Linked DNA regions of Pan troglodytes: region 1 is linked to region 2. Evidence: chromatin contacts called from public HiChIP or PLAC-seq data. All regions are on one chromosome and are shown on one strand. Each heading gives the region's core, a stretch centred on a gene start, on an enhancer-like site or on the middle of the called end of the contact. The rest is flanking DNA. Distances are from core to core; before and after follow the strand shown. Region 1 holds the start of POLR3D (RNA polymerase III subunit D). Region 2 holds the start of BMP1 (bone morphogenetic protein 1).

What was found. HiChIP or PLAC-seq counts read pairs in DNA pulled down with a chosen protein or histone mark.
Region 1: an H3K4me3 HiChIP or PLAC-seq map of stem cell-derived excitatory neurons shows a contact between it and region 2, with 2.1 times the contacts expected there. The contact joins the promoter of POLR3D here to the promoter of BMP1 in region 2. A contact is called at or near these places in 1 of 7 Hi-C or Micro-C datasets (stem cell-derived neural progenitor cells) and 1 of 1 datasets of contacts at active chromatin or transcription factors (stem cell-derived excitatory neurons).

Annotation. Positions count from the first base shown.
Region 1 is chr7:30,571,991-30,577,664 of NHGRI_mPanTro3-v2.0_pri, forward strand. It overlaps POLR3D (RNA polymerase III subunit D), which reads left to right and starts at 2,659. Exons shown (of 9, transcript XM_001155075.8): 1 at 2,659-2,760; 2 at 3,022-3,191; 3 at 4,794-4,837; 4 at 5,426-5,577. The coding sequence starts at 3,027. It overlaps MIR320A (microRNA mir-320a), which reads right to left and starts at 2,620; the gene lies at 2,540-2,620.
Region 2 is chr7:30,489,664-30,495,934 of NHGRI_mPanTro3-v2.0_pri, forward strand. It overlaps BMP1 (bone morphogenetic protein 1), which reads left to right and starts at 5,011. Exons shown (of 21, transcript XR_010159434.1): 1 at 5,011-5,390. It overlaps SFTPC (surfactant protein C), which reads left to right. Exons shown (of 8, transcript XM_009454975.4): 3 at 1,619-1,713; 4 at 2,417-2,575; 5 at 2,923-3,045; 6 at 3,279-3,389; 7 at 3,744-3,894; 8 at 4,109-4,322. The coding sequence ends at 3,884.

The DNA.
Region 1 (5,674 bases), core at 1,409-3,908, 80 kb after region 2:
TGCATTTCAGCACAATCTTGTTTTTTTGTGGGTTTTTTTTGTTTTTGTTGTTTTGAGACAGTCTCCCTCTGTCACCCAGGTTGGACTGCAATGGCGTGATCTCAGCTCACTGCAACCTCTGCCTCTGTGGTTCAAGCGATTCTTGTGCCCCAGCCTCCTGAATAGCTGGGATTATGGGCGTGTGCCATCACGCCCAGCTAATTTTTGTATTTTTAGTAGAGACAGTATTTCACCATGTTGGCAAGGCTGGTCTGGAACTCCTGACCTCAAGTGATCTGCCCACCTCGGCCTTCCAAAGTGCTGGCATTACTGGCGTGAGCCACCACGCCCGGCCACACAATCCTTTTTGAAAGCAATTTAGCAATATGAATGAAGAACCATAAAATGTGCATGTACAAAATGGTACAGCCCCTGTGGAAAGCAGCTTGGCAGTTTCTTATAAAACTAAGGTACAACTACCATATGACCCAATGATTGCACTCATGGGCAATTATCCCAGAGAAATAAAAACTTAACGTTCACACAAAACCTTGTACATGTATTTTCACAGCAGCTTTATCCATAATAACCCCAAACGGAAAACCACCCAGATGTCTTTCAAAGGGTGAATGGTTAAACAAACCATGAATACTCTGCAATAAAATGGAACGAACTATTGATACACACAACTTGGATGACCTCCGGGGAACAATGCCGAGTGAAAAAAGCAATCCCAAGAAGTCACATACTGTATGATTCCATTTATATAACACTTTTGAAATAACAAAATGGCAGAAATGGAGAACAGATTAGTGGTGGGAGGAGGTGGGGGGAGGGAGGTGTGGCTATAAAAGGGCAACTAGAGGGATCCTTGTGGTGATGGAAACTTCTTGTATCTTGACTGTACCAATGTCAATATTCTGGTGGCAAGATGTTACTACTGGGGGAAAACGAGTAAACAGTACTTGGGATCTCTCTACATTGTTTCTTACCACTCTACATGAACCTACAATGTTCTCAAAATAAAAAGTTTAATTTAAAAAATGTTTTTAGAGATAGGGTCTTGCTGTGTCACCCAGGCTGGAGTGCAAGGGCTGGATCATAGCTTACTGCAATCTCCAACTGCTGAGCCTTTCAAGCGATCCTCCCATCTCTGCCTCCCAAAGCACTGGGATTACAAGCGTAAGCCACCATGCCCATCCCAAATATTTACTTAAAAAAAAAATCTTCTTTTGGCCAGTTATCCCAGGATGGGAAATCTATCCCGGGAATATAATCCAAAAGAAAACAAAAACAAAAAGAAAATCGAAAAAAAGCAAGTCGAATGTACCAGACATTCACTGCAGCATTATTTAAAACAGGGAAAAAAGAAACAATCAGGGAAATACTTAAATCATGATACAGCCACTGGAGAACTACGCAGTCTTTGATGTCGCAACAGAGAAATGTTATTTGAAAAAGGAGGATACAGGCCAGGCGCGGTGGCTGATGCCTGTAATCCCAGCACATTGGGAGGCCGAAGCGGGTGGGATCACTTGACCTCAGGAGTTCAAGACCAGCCTGGGCAACATAGTGAAACCCCGTCTCTACGAAAAATACAAAAAAAAAAAAAAAAAAAAAAAAAGAAAAAGAAAAAATTAGCCGGGCGTGGTGGCATGCACTTGTAGTCCCAGCTACTCAGGAGGCTGAGGTGGAAGTATGGTTTGAGCCTGGGAGGCAGAGGTTGCGGTGTGTTGATCGCACCACTGCACTCCCGTCTGGGCAACAGAGAGAAACCTCGTCTCAACAAAAAAAAGAAAAAAAAAAAAAAAAAGAAAGAAAGAAAAGAAAAGAAAAAGGACATGAAATTGTGATACAACTCTGTGAAGACTACTAGATACATTACAAAATTTTTAATAGTAGTACTCTACGTGGCATTCTGGTAGAAATGATTTCCTTTCCTCAAACTCCCCATAATATTGTTACATGGTTTTTATACGGTCTGGGGGATGGGGGATAACATTAAATGACACTTTTTATGTTAAATCACAAACGCTGGAGTCAACAAAAGTTCTTTAAATTCCTCCAGCAGTAGAGCAAACTTGGTATTCCAATTCCCTCCAGGCTTTGACCAAGAGCGCACACGAGGCCACCGCCTTCGTGATCTGAAGCGGGTGTGACTGGGCACCGGTTGGTCCACTGCGGCTGTTCCAAGCTGCCCCCACAGCCTCACCCCAGGACTCCACCAGGAGCACAGGGAAGGGGTCCCCGAAAGTGGGCGAGGTCGCTGCCCGGAGGTAGTGACCACTCCAAGGTCACCATGGAGAACCCGCAGACAGGGCTCGGTGTGGCCCAGGACTCCCCGACTCTTAAGTCCAGGTCTCACTCTCTGCGCCGCGCCGCGCCCCTCGCCCCATCCCGAGCAGCTACCCCCAAGCTCCCAGGGGCTCCGCCGAGGCGAATCCTCACATTGCGGCGTGGTGGCCGACAAGACCCGGGACCCTGATCTTGGCGCCTCCACGCCACCGCCCGGAGGCCAAGACCCCCAAGCGCCGCAGCATAGCGTAGCCCAGACCAGTCACCTCATCCTTTTTCGCCCTCTCAACCCAGCTTTTCCCGACTCCGGGAAGAACCGGGAAGAGAAGGCGGAGAGGAGCGAAGCGCCGCCTGATAAATACTGTGGCCCAGTCCCGCCCCCCGAACGTCACTTCCGTCCCGCGCCAAGATGGCGGCGCCCAGGCCCTGCCACGCAGACTTCCGCCCGGCGCGGAGACCGAAGGCTGGCGGCGGGTCGCGTTGCAGGTGAGGTTGTGACGCGCGGTGTGGAGCCGCGGCCCGGGTGCGTCCCTGTCTGGTTCCTGGGCGGGGTTCCTGGAGAGGGCGTGTCGCGAGCCAAAGGCTCTCACCTGGGTGGTCCCGGGAGTCTCCCCACGTGGGAGGGGAGGAGCTGAGAGGCCACTGGAGGGACGCACCGACTGGGGGACCGGAAAGCAAGGGGGTGGGGTTCCGCCAGGGTCCTCGTGTCAGTCCCCTCTGGTGATCTCGTCGCCCCTTCTCTCCCAGGCAACATGTCGGAAGGAAACGCCGCCGGCGAGCCCAGCACGCCGGGAGGGCCCCGACCTCTCCTGACTGGGGCCCGGGGGCTCATCGGGCGGCGGCCGGCGCCTCCCCTCACCCCCGGCCGCCTTCCCTCCATCCGTTCCAGGGACCTCACCCTCGGGGGAGTCAAGAAGGTACCCAACGGCGCGTTTCTAAAGAAACTCAACTACCTTGAATTCCAAGCCCCAGGATTCAACTAATGTTTGTGTAGGACCTACTGTGTGTCAGGACTGTCGTTGGGCCTCAAGCCTACCCCTCTTTAAATTCTAGGGAGTCTGTCCTACCTTCAAATCTAGGTACTGAGTACAAGATGTTGAAATGACTCCCAGAGGTGGTTGAAGGGCAGAGAATCCTAATAAGTTAAAGTCGTTCAAAAGCAATTTGAACAGTGTTTATTTACTTTTATTGTGTGTTTGGACATCTTTAAGAAACCCATGAAAGCCAGACAGGCATAAACTTCGCAGTCTTAGAGGGTTCAGAATTCACCATCTCTGTGTGCAAACTTTTTATCTAGAGTATGATGAATCCTAGGCATGGCATTCGAGGCTCTGTGGCCTCTCCCGTGTGTATGACTGTGGATGTCAAGAGTAGCCCAGAAAGGGGTGGGGTCAGGATGACAGAAGAACAAAGCAGGTTTTGGTTTTGGTTTTGGTTTTTTTTGAGAGGAAGTCTCGCTGTTGTCCCCCAGGCTGGAGTGCAATGGCACGATCTCAGCTCACTGCAACCTCTGCCTCCCAGGTTTGAGCGATTCTTCTGCCTCATCCTCCTGAGTAGCTGGGATTACAGGCGCCCGCCAGCATGCCCAGCTGATTTTTGTATTTTTAGTAGACACAGGGTTTTGCCATGTTGGCCAGGCTGTTCTTGAACCCCTGACCTTGTGATCCGCCCACCTGCCTCGGCCTCCCAAAGTGCTGGGATTATAGGTGTGAGCCACCGCTCCTGGCCGAATAAAGCAGTTTTTTGTTTTTTTGTTTTGTTTTTAACGGAATCTCTTTCTGTCGCCCAGGCTGGAGTGCAGAGGCACCATCTCAGCTCACTGCAACCTCCGCCTCCCGGGTTCAAGCGATTCTCCTGCCTCAGCCTCCCGAGTAGCTGGGATTACAGGGGCCCGCCACCGCGCCCAGCTAATTTTTGTAGTTTTTAGTAGAGATGGGTTTCACCATCTTGGCCAGGCTGATCTTGAACTCCTGACCTCGTGATCCACCCACCTTGGCCTCCCAAAGTGCTAGGATTACAGGCATGAGCCACAACGCCCAGCCATAAAGCAGTTTTTAAAAACCTAACTTTGCCTTGGAAAATTGTGGTGACAGTCCATAGTCACCTGATTGAGAGTGTTGGCAGATCTATGGCCTTCCCTACTTAGGCCTTGCTGCTAGAGCTGTTCCCCCATGATACTGACTGGTCTCTATAGCAGTTTGAAGAGAAGAGGTGAGACCAGAGAAATTCCTTTGCTTTTAGAAGTCCCAGAGGATCTTCTTTCAGAGGCAGAACCTAAGGCTGCTGGTTAAAAGTGGGTTTTGGTGCCCCCTTCTATGTGTAACTCCACTGCTACCACACTATGACATTCCTCCTTTTCAGGCACATGTGTATCTATAAAACTGACAACACTATGGAATGTGCCAACGAGAGCCATGGTGGCCTTGGTCTGTAGAAGATGCCCTTTGGGAATTTTTATTTTCCTCTGTACTTTGGGGTCAGAACCTAACACATCAGTGACTCCTGTATTTTGCTTTCAGAAAACCTTCACCCCAAATATCATCAGTCGGAAGATCAAGGAAGAGTAAGTAGCTAGGCCTTCTGAATACTTGCCCCTTATTTACTTGCTCTGAATTTGGGGCTTTGGGGGAAATAACTAGGTTTGTAGCTCCAAAATTTAAATTTATATCTTTAGTTCTTTTCACTAGTGATTTTCAACCCTGGCTCCTAGGTGATTCTGCAAGCTTTAAAAAATAAATAAATAAATAAATACTGGTGTCTAGGGTTCCATCTTTAGAAATTGTGATTTAACTTGCTGGCAGTAGAATGGAGTGATTCTCTTTGTTGCCCGAGTTGAGAGCCAATAGTTTAAACAAAGATGTATCACACTTTCCCTGAAGTTCCTTTGCATTTCTGCCTTCCTGCTTTCAGTCCCAATGCAAACAAAAATCTACATTTTTGGACAAGAAGGTAAAGTAAAGCAAACTGAAAAAATCCTGCCTCATCAAGGAAGTGAGAAAAGTGCTAGAATTAGGATTGGATTCTGCTTCTCATGGTGTAATTATTGGCTCAAACTCTCCACTGTCTTGGAGTGAAGTGGTATGGGAGAGTAAGGCCAGATTTTGGAGACACAGTGAGTGAGTGGTTTCCCTTAATCCATTCTTTTTTCCAGGCCCAAGGAAGAAGTAACTGTCAAGAAGGAGAAGCGTGAAAGAGACAGAGACCGACAACGAGAGGGGCATGGACGAGGGCGAGGCCGTCCAGAAGTGATCCAGTCTCACTCCATCTTTGAGCAGGGCCCAGCCGAAATGATGAAGAAAAAAGGTATAAGGAAGGAATCAGTGAATTTCAGTTCAGACTGCCCAAGAGAAGGGCGAGAACAGTGGAATTTCCCCACTCCCATTTCCGTTTTCCTTGCTGT
Region 2 (6,271 bases), core at 3,761-6,260:
CTTCTCAGGGGCTCTCAGTTCAGATGCCATGCTGTTATGCAACCTTGGGACTGAAGGCCCTCCAGGTGGAGAGGGGGACAGGGGAACCTGCCAGCTCATGACCGAAGGGCAGGGCCCAGGTGGGAGGGGGCTGGGGCAGGGGACAGGAACTGGGGTGGCACGTTAAAGGACAGGAGGCTGGTTGGGCATGGTGGCTCACACCTGTAATCCTAGCACTTTAGGAGGCCAAGATCACTTGAGCCCAGGAGTTCAAGACCAGCCTGGGCAACATGGTGAAAACTCATCTCTATAAAACAAGCAAAAATTAGCTGGGCACAATGGCATGCACTGGTAGTCCCAGCTACTTGGGATGCTGAGGTGTGAGGATCACCGGAGTCCAGGAGGTCAAGGCTGCAGTGAGCAGTGATCTCGCTACTGCATGCCAGCCTGGGTGATAAAGTGAGACCCTGTCTCACAACAAAACAAAACAAAACAAAACAAAAGGATAGGAGGTTAAGGGAGCGAGCCCAGGCCTGGACTCTGCCACAGTCACCTGAGTTTAGAGGTGAAGGGACTTTAGAGACCACCTGGCCCAAGGAGTGAAAGGGAACCTGAGAGAAAGGGTGAGCCAGCCCAAAGTCATTGGCAGATTTGACCTCATAAATACATAGAGATGGCTTTGGGAAGGCACTAGGAAAGACAGAGAAAAGAGAAGGAAACAGTCCTCAAAGTTGATCGTATTTGGGTGAGTATTATTCTCAGGGCAAATTTAGGATCAGAGGATGTAGAAAGGGGAGTCTAGAGGGGTAGGGTGTAGACCACAGGGTGAGTGAGCTGATTCGAGGATGGGGAGACTGGGAGCCCACCAGTGACCAGAGCCAGCCCTGTGCAGGGCTGTCCGGGCAGAAGAAAGCAGTGTCAGACCTGGAATCTGCCATCAGCACAGCCTGCAATTGACAGACAAGCCCAGAGCAAAGAAGGAAGCACTGCACATGAGTAAGAGCTTGCCACCAGTGGGGACAGAGTTTCCAGAATTAGGAAAATAATCACTGGGGGCAAGTTTGAGGTTGGTACCAGATATGTGGGAGGAGGCAAGGTAAGGGAAAGAGTGCTTGAAGTTGGAACTGGTCCTTGCAGGGAAATGCACATTTATGAAACCCCCAAAACTGATGTCAAAGCACCTCCTGCCTTGGGCAGAGTCCTCTCAGAGTCTATAGGTGCTGCCTCCAGAACGCTCTTCCTGGAGCGCATCCCTATGCATCTAGAAATTCTGTTGGGAAATATGATGGTCAGACCCTTGGCCACCTGAAAGGTTCAGGCTGGTAGAAGAATAAGGAAAGCCACAGGGCAGCAGGGGCAGGTGCCAGCAAGGAAGGCAGGCACGCCAGGAAGACACCCACGGTGAGAAGTGCAGATGGCCCGAGGGCAAGTTTGCTCAACTCACCCAGGTTTGCTCTTGCTGGGGCCAAGAGGACTCATGTGCCAGGGCCAAGGACCCTTGGGGGCTCTCACAGGGGGCTTATCTGGGCTTCGGTTCTGGAGGGCCAGGAACAAACAGGCTTCAAAGCCAAGGGCTTGGCTGGCACACAGGGGGCTTGGTCCTTCACCTCTGTCCCCTCTCCCTACGGACACATATAAGACCCTGGTCACACCTGGGAGAGGAGGAGAGGAGAGCATAGCACCTGCAGCAAGATGGATGTGGGCAGCAAAGAGGTCCTGATGGAGAGCCCGCCGGTGAGTGTGGTTGCGTGTGTGTATGTATGTGTGCGTGCGCACATGTGTGTGATGGGCCCTGCCTCCTCTATCCTCCCTGGCCTGTTTCCTTATCCAGATCCATTCACTCAACTAACCTAGGACTGTGATAAGTCAGGATGGGGACACCAAGACCACTAAGCCAGGGATCCTTGGGGAGCTGTTTGTGGGCCAAGAGCCACTATAGGGGTCCGTAGAAAGGGCTGTCCGTAGACAGCCCCAAGTCAGAAGCCATGAGAAACTTCAGAAGTCAGGGGACACTTCTCAGAGAAAAACCACATACGAGCTGGAGCCAGAACAAGGAGGAGCTCGCCCGGTGGAGAAGGAGGAAGGCATTCCAGGAAGGAGGGAGACTCTGTATCACTGCATGGAGGTGATCACTTGGGGAGAGAGAGGGGCTGACCATGGCTAGGGGAAGCAGCAGGGAGAGACAGGTGAAGCAGGCGCTCTTGGGTCCCTCAAAACTAGACCCTGCTTCTAAACTTCTATGTGTCTATGGGTTTGTTAGAATCCAGGCCACCTCCTCCAAGAAGCCTTCTCTGATCTCCTTAGCCCTTCCCTGTCCAACCATCGCATCGGCTGTCCAGCCCTAGGCAGCCGTGGGAGGGTGTTCAGCTTGTATAGGGAGAAGAGGGGACAGCCTCATGACCTCATGCCTGTCTCCCTGCCTGCCCCACCGTGTCAGGACTACTCCGCAGCTCCCCGGGGCCGATTTGGCATTCCCTGCTGCCCAGTGCACCTGAAACGCCTTCTTATCGTGGTGGTGGTGGTGGTCCTCGTCGTCGTGGTGATTGTGGGAGCCCTGCTCATGGGTCTCCACATGAGCCAGAAACACACGGAGATGGTGAGAGGTGTGGGATGCACGGCAGTGGGCACAGGACATGCCAGACAGAGGGGCTAGGTGGGATGGGCGATAGGAAACTGTCCAAGGGGAGTGGAGGGGAGGAGGCAAGGGGCACAGCTAGAAGGAAAGAGGCACGAACCAGGCAGCAACCCAGCTCAGGCTTTTCCACAAGGCCCCTGCCCCACAGCAGGACAGCCAGCTCCCTCCAGCACCTGGTTCCACTCAGCCTCCCTGAACTCTTGGGAAAGAGGGAAGCGCATTTGAGTACAGAGGCCTGAGTATGGGGATGGGTACCACAGGCTGAGTAGGAAAGGGGAAGACCAGGCAGCTCCATGCCCTTTCCCCAGGTTCTGGAGATGAGCATTGGGGCGCCGGAAGCCCAGCAACGCCTGGCCCTGAGTGAGCACCTGGTTACCACTGCCACCTTCTCCATCGGCTCCACTGGCCTCGTGGTGTATGACTACCAGCAGGTGGGTATGCCCAGACCTCCTGACCCTGGGACCAATGACAAGGCTCTGCTAGAGCCACCCAGCTGGGCCACTTCATCCACATCCATCTCTCCCTCTCCTCCAGCCCTTTTTTGCCTGAGCCCCAGATTCTAGTATGACTCCCGTGCCCAACCTAGAGGGAGGTGGCTAAGGACCTGGGTCAGGGAGAGAGCAGGGCAGGGACCCCCGAATGATCTCCAGCATTCTGTGCCTAGCTGCTGATCGCCTACAAGCCAGCCCCTGGCACCTGCTGCTACATCATGAAGATAGCTCCAGAGAGCATCCCCAGTCTTGAGGCTCTCACTAGAAAAGTCCAGAACTTCCAGGTGTGTGTGTGTGGGTGAAAAGAGTGGGCTGTCTCCCTCCCAGGGCTGCTGGGAGGAGTGTCCGAATGGTGGCTATTTGTCACCTGTAAAGCACTGTTCCTCATTGGCTGCCAGCTGACTGCCCCTCTCCTATTCCCCTGCACGACTCCTTTCCTTCCCACCCCACTGCCAAGCTGCTGGGCTCAGCTGAGTCCACTCACTACCTGGTGGCTTCTGACTCTAGCACAGCCCCTCTTTACTGATGAGGAAACTGAGGCTCAGAGAGATTGCCTGATATACCTGAAGTCCCACAATAAGGGCTGCACATGGGATAGAAACTCACTTCCTAGATTCCAGATGGAATGCTCTCTGCAGGCCAAGCCCGCAGTGCCTACGTCTAAGCTGGGCCAGGCAGAGGGGCGAGATGCAGGCTCAGCACCCTCCGGAGGGGACCCGGCCTTCCTGGGCATGGCCGTGAGCACCCTGTGTGGCGAGGTGCCGCTCTACTACATCTAGGACGCCTCCGGTGAGCAGGTGTGATCCCAGGGCCCCTGATCAGCAGCGGAGGAGCGCTCGGGCCACCTTCCCGGGCTGTGGAGGAGCGGTCGCGCTGACCAGGCGCTGGGGCGTCCACTGAAGCGGGGTCATCCAGGCAACTCGCGGGAGGGGAAGCTCACAGACCGGTACTTCCCACTCTCCTGACTCTCTCTGTCCATCCTCAACATTCCTTTGCTTCACAGGGTCAGTGGAAGCCCCAAGGGGAAAGGAAACGCCCCGGGAAAAGGGTCTTTTGCAGCTTTTGCAGACGGGCAAGAAGCTGCTTCTGCCCACACCGCAGGGACAAGCCCTGGAGAAATGGGAGCTTGGGGAGAGGATGGGAGTGGGCAGAGGTGGCGCCCAGGGGCCCGGGAACTCCTGCCACAACAGAATAAAGCAGCCTGATTGAAAAGCAAAGGGTCTGCTTCTGTCTTCCTGCAGGGCGCAGTCCTGCCCTGGCGGGGGCCGGCCAAGAAGGGAAGGGCCTTGGCAGAGCAAAGTGGGGTTTGCCATTCGCCCTCTGTCCCAGGGCGCTGGGACACTGGGTCCACCTCGGCGGGGGAGAGGGGCTCGCAGGGAGCCATCCACGGGCTTTCGGCGCCCTCCAGCGGCGTCTCCGGAGGAGGGAGAGACACCAAGACAGCGAGAGAGACAGAGCGCAGAGAGCGAGACGCGAGAGAGCGAGGGTCCAAGAAGGGGAGATAGGGAGACGCAGGCGGAGAGACCGACCCGAGGCGGGGGCGCGGGGCAGGGGCGGCGCGAGGACCTGACAGCGTGTCCCGCGGCGGGGCGGGGGCTCGGCCGCGCGCCCGCGGGGGAGGCCGCCGCTAGAGGGCACCTCAGGAGCGACAGCCCTCCCGGCACCCCGGGGCCCGAGCTCCAGCCCCGGCCTCGCGGCCCGCGGCCCGGGCGGCCCGAGCCCCCTCCCCGGGCGCGCGGCTCTCCGCCTTCCCCGCCCCGGCTGGCGCACGGCCCGGCCCGGCTGAGCACTGTCCCAGCCCCGAGGGGGGCAGAGCTCGGGCGAAAACCCGCCCTCCAGCGAGCTCATTTCCCTAAAAAGGGGGGGGGGGAGTCGGAGGGAGGGAGGGAGGGAGAGAAAGAAAGAGAGAAAAAGAAGGAAAGGGAGAGGGAGACGGCTGGAGCCCGAGGACGAGCGCGGAGCCGCGGGCCGAGCGGGGGGCGGGAGACAGGAAGGAGGGAGGCGAGCAGAGGGAAGGGGAAGAGGTCGGGGAGCGAGGGCGGGAGCGGTCGCGGTCGCGAACGAGCAAGCAAGTGGGCGAGAGGACGCCCTCCCCTGGCCTCCAGTGCCCCGCTTCCCTCGCCGCCGCCCCGCCAGCATGCCCGGCGTGGCCCGCCTGCCGCTGCTGCTCGGGCTGCTGCTGCTCCCGCGTCCCGGCCGGCCGCTGGACTTGGCCGACTACACCTATGACCTGGCGGAGGAGGACGACTCGGAGCCCCTCAACTACAAAGACCCCTGCAAGGCGGGTGAGCGCCCCCCGGCCCCCCGGCGACGGGCCAGGCGGGGAGGCGCGGGCGGGTTCGGGCTTGGGGTTGGGGGAGGACAGTCCAGTGTGGGAAGCCGGGAGCTGCCTGGTTGGCAATGCAGTGGGGAACAAAAGAACGAGGGGGAGAGGGAGGGGGATTTGGGGGACTTTTCGGACTGAAGTTTTGCTGCTGTTGGTGGAAGCTGCTGCCGCTGCCTCTCATCTTCCCGGAGGATTCCAGAGGAAGTCTCCTTGCGTCCGGGGAAAACCGGCGGGCAATGCGGCTTTTCCTTCTGTAGGAAACTTTTCTGGCCAAACTCCTGTGCGTGTGTGTGTGTGTGTGTGTGTGTGTGTGTGTGTGTGTGTGTTCTTTCCCCTTCTCCCCCATCTCTCCTGCTCCAGGAGCTGGGTGTTTTCCAGCCTGTCTGGGCTGCCCTGGGGCTGCACATCTGTCTGGCTTGGATCTGGGAGGCCTGAGTCTCCAAGGAGCAGGTCCCCCGGCCACCACCCAGCCCAAGTGGAAGAAGAAAGTTTTTCCAGGGATTCCCTGAGATCGTGCTCTCTGGGTATCCCGTAGTTTAACCAGTAGCTGAAGCTTTCTGGGACTTAGGAGACAGCTGTCAAAGTCAGAGAAGCCAACCCAGAAGGGGGACTTAACTTTGTCCCTATGTGCCCGGAGACCCCCGCCAAGGCCAAGTTGGGGTGGAAAGAGGGAAAATACAAAGAGAACCCAGATATTGTATATCAGCTCTGTCACCCCCGAGACACCAGAGGCTAATTAGCTGAGGTCAGGACCCCGGAGTGTGTGTTTGCCTGTATGTGTGTGTGTGTTCTTTGTCTCTGAAGACTCTATGTAACCCCTTCACTCCTGCTGAGCCCAGA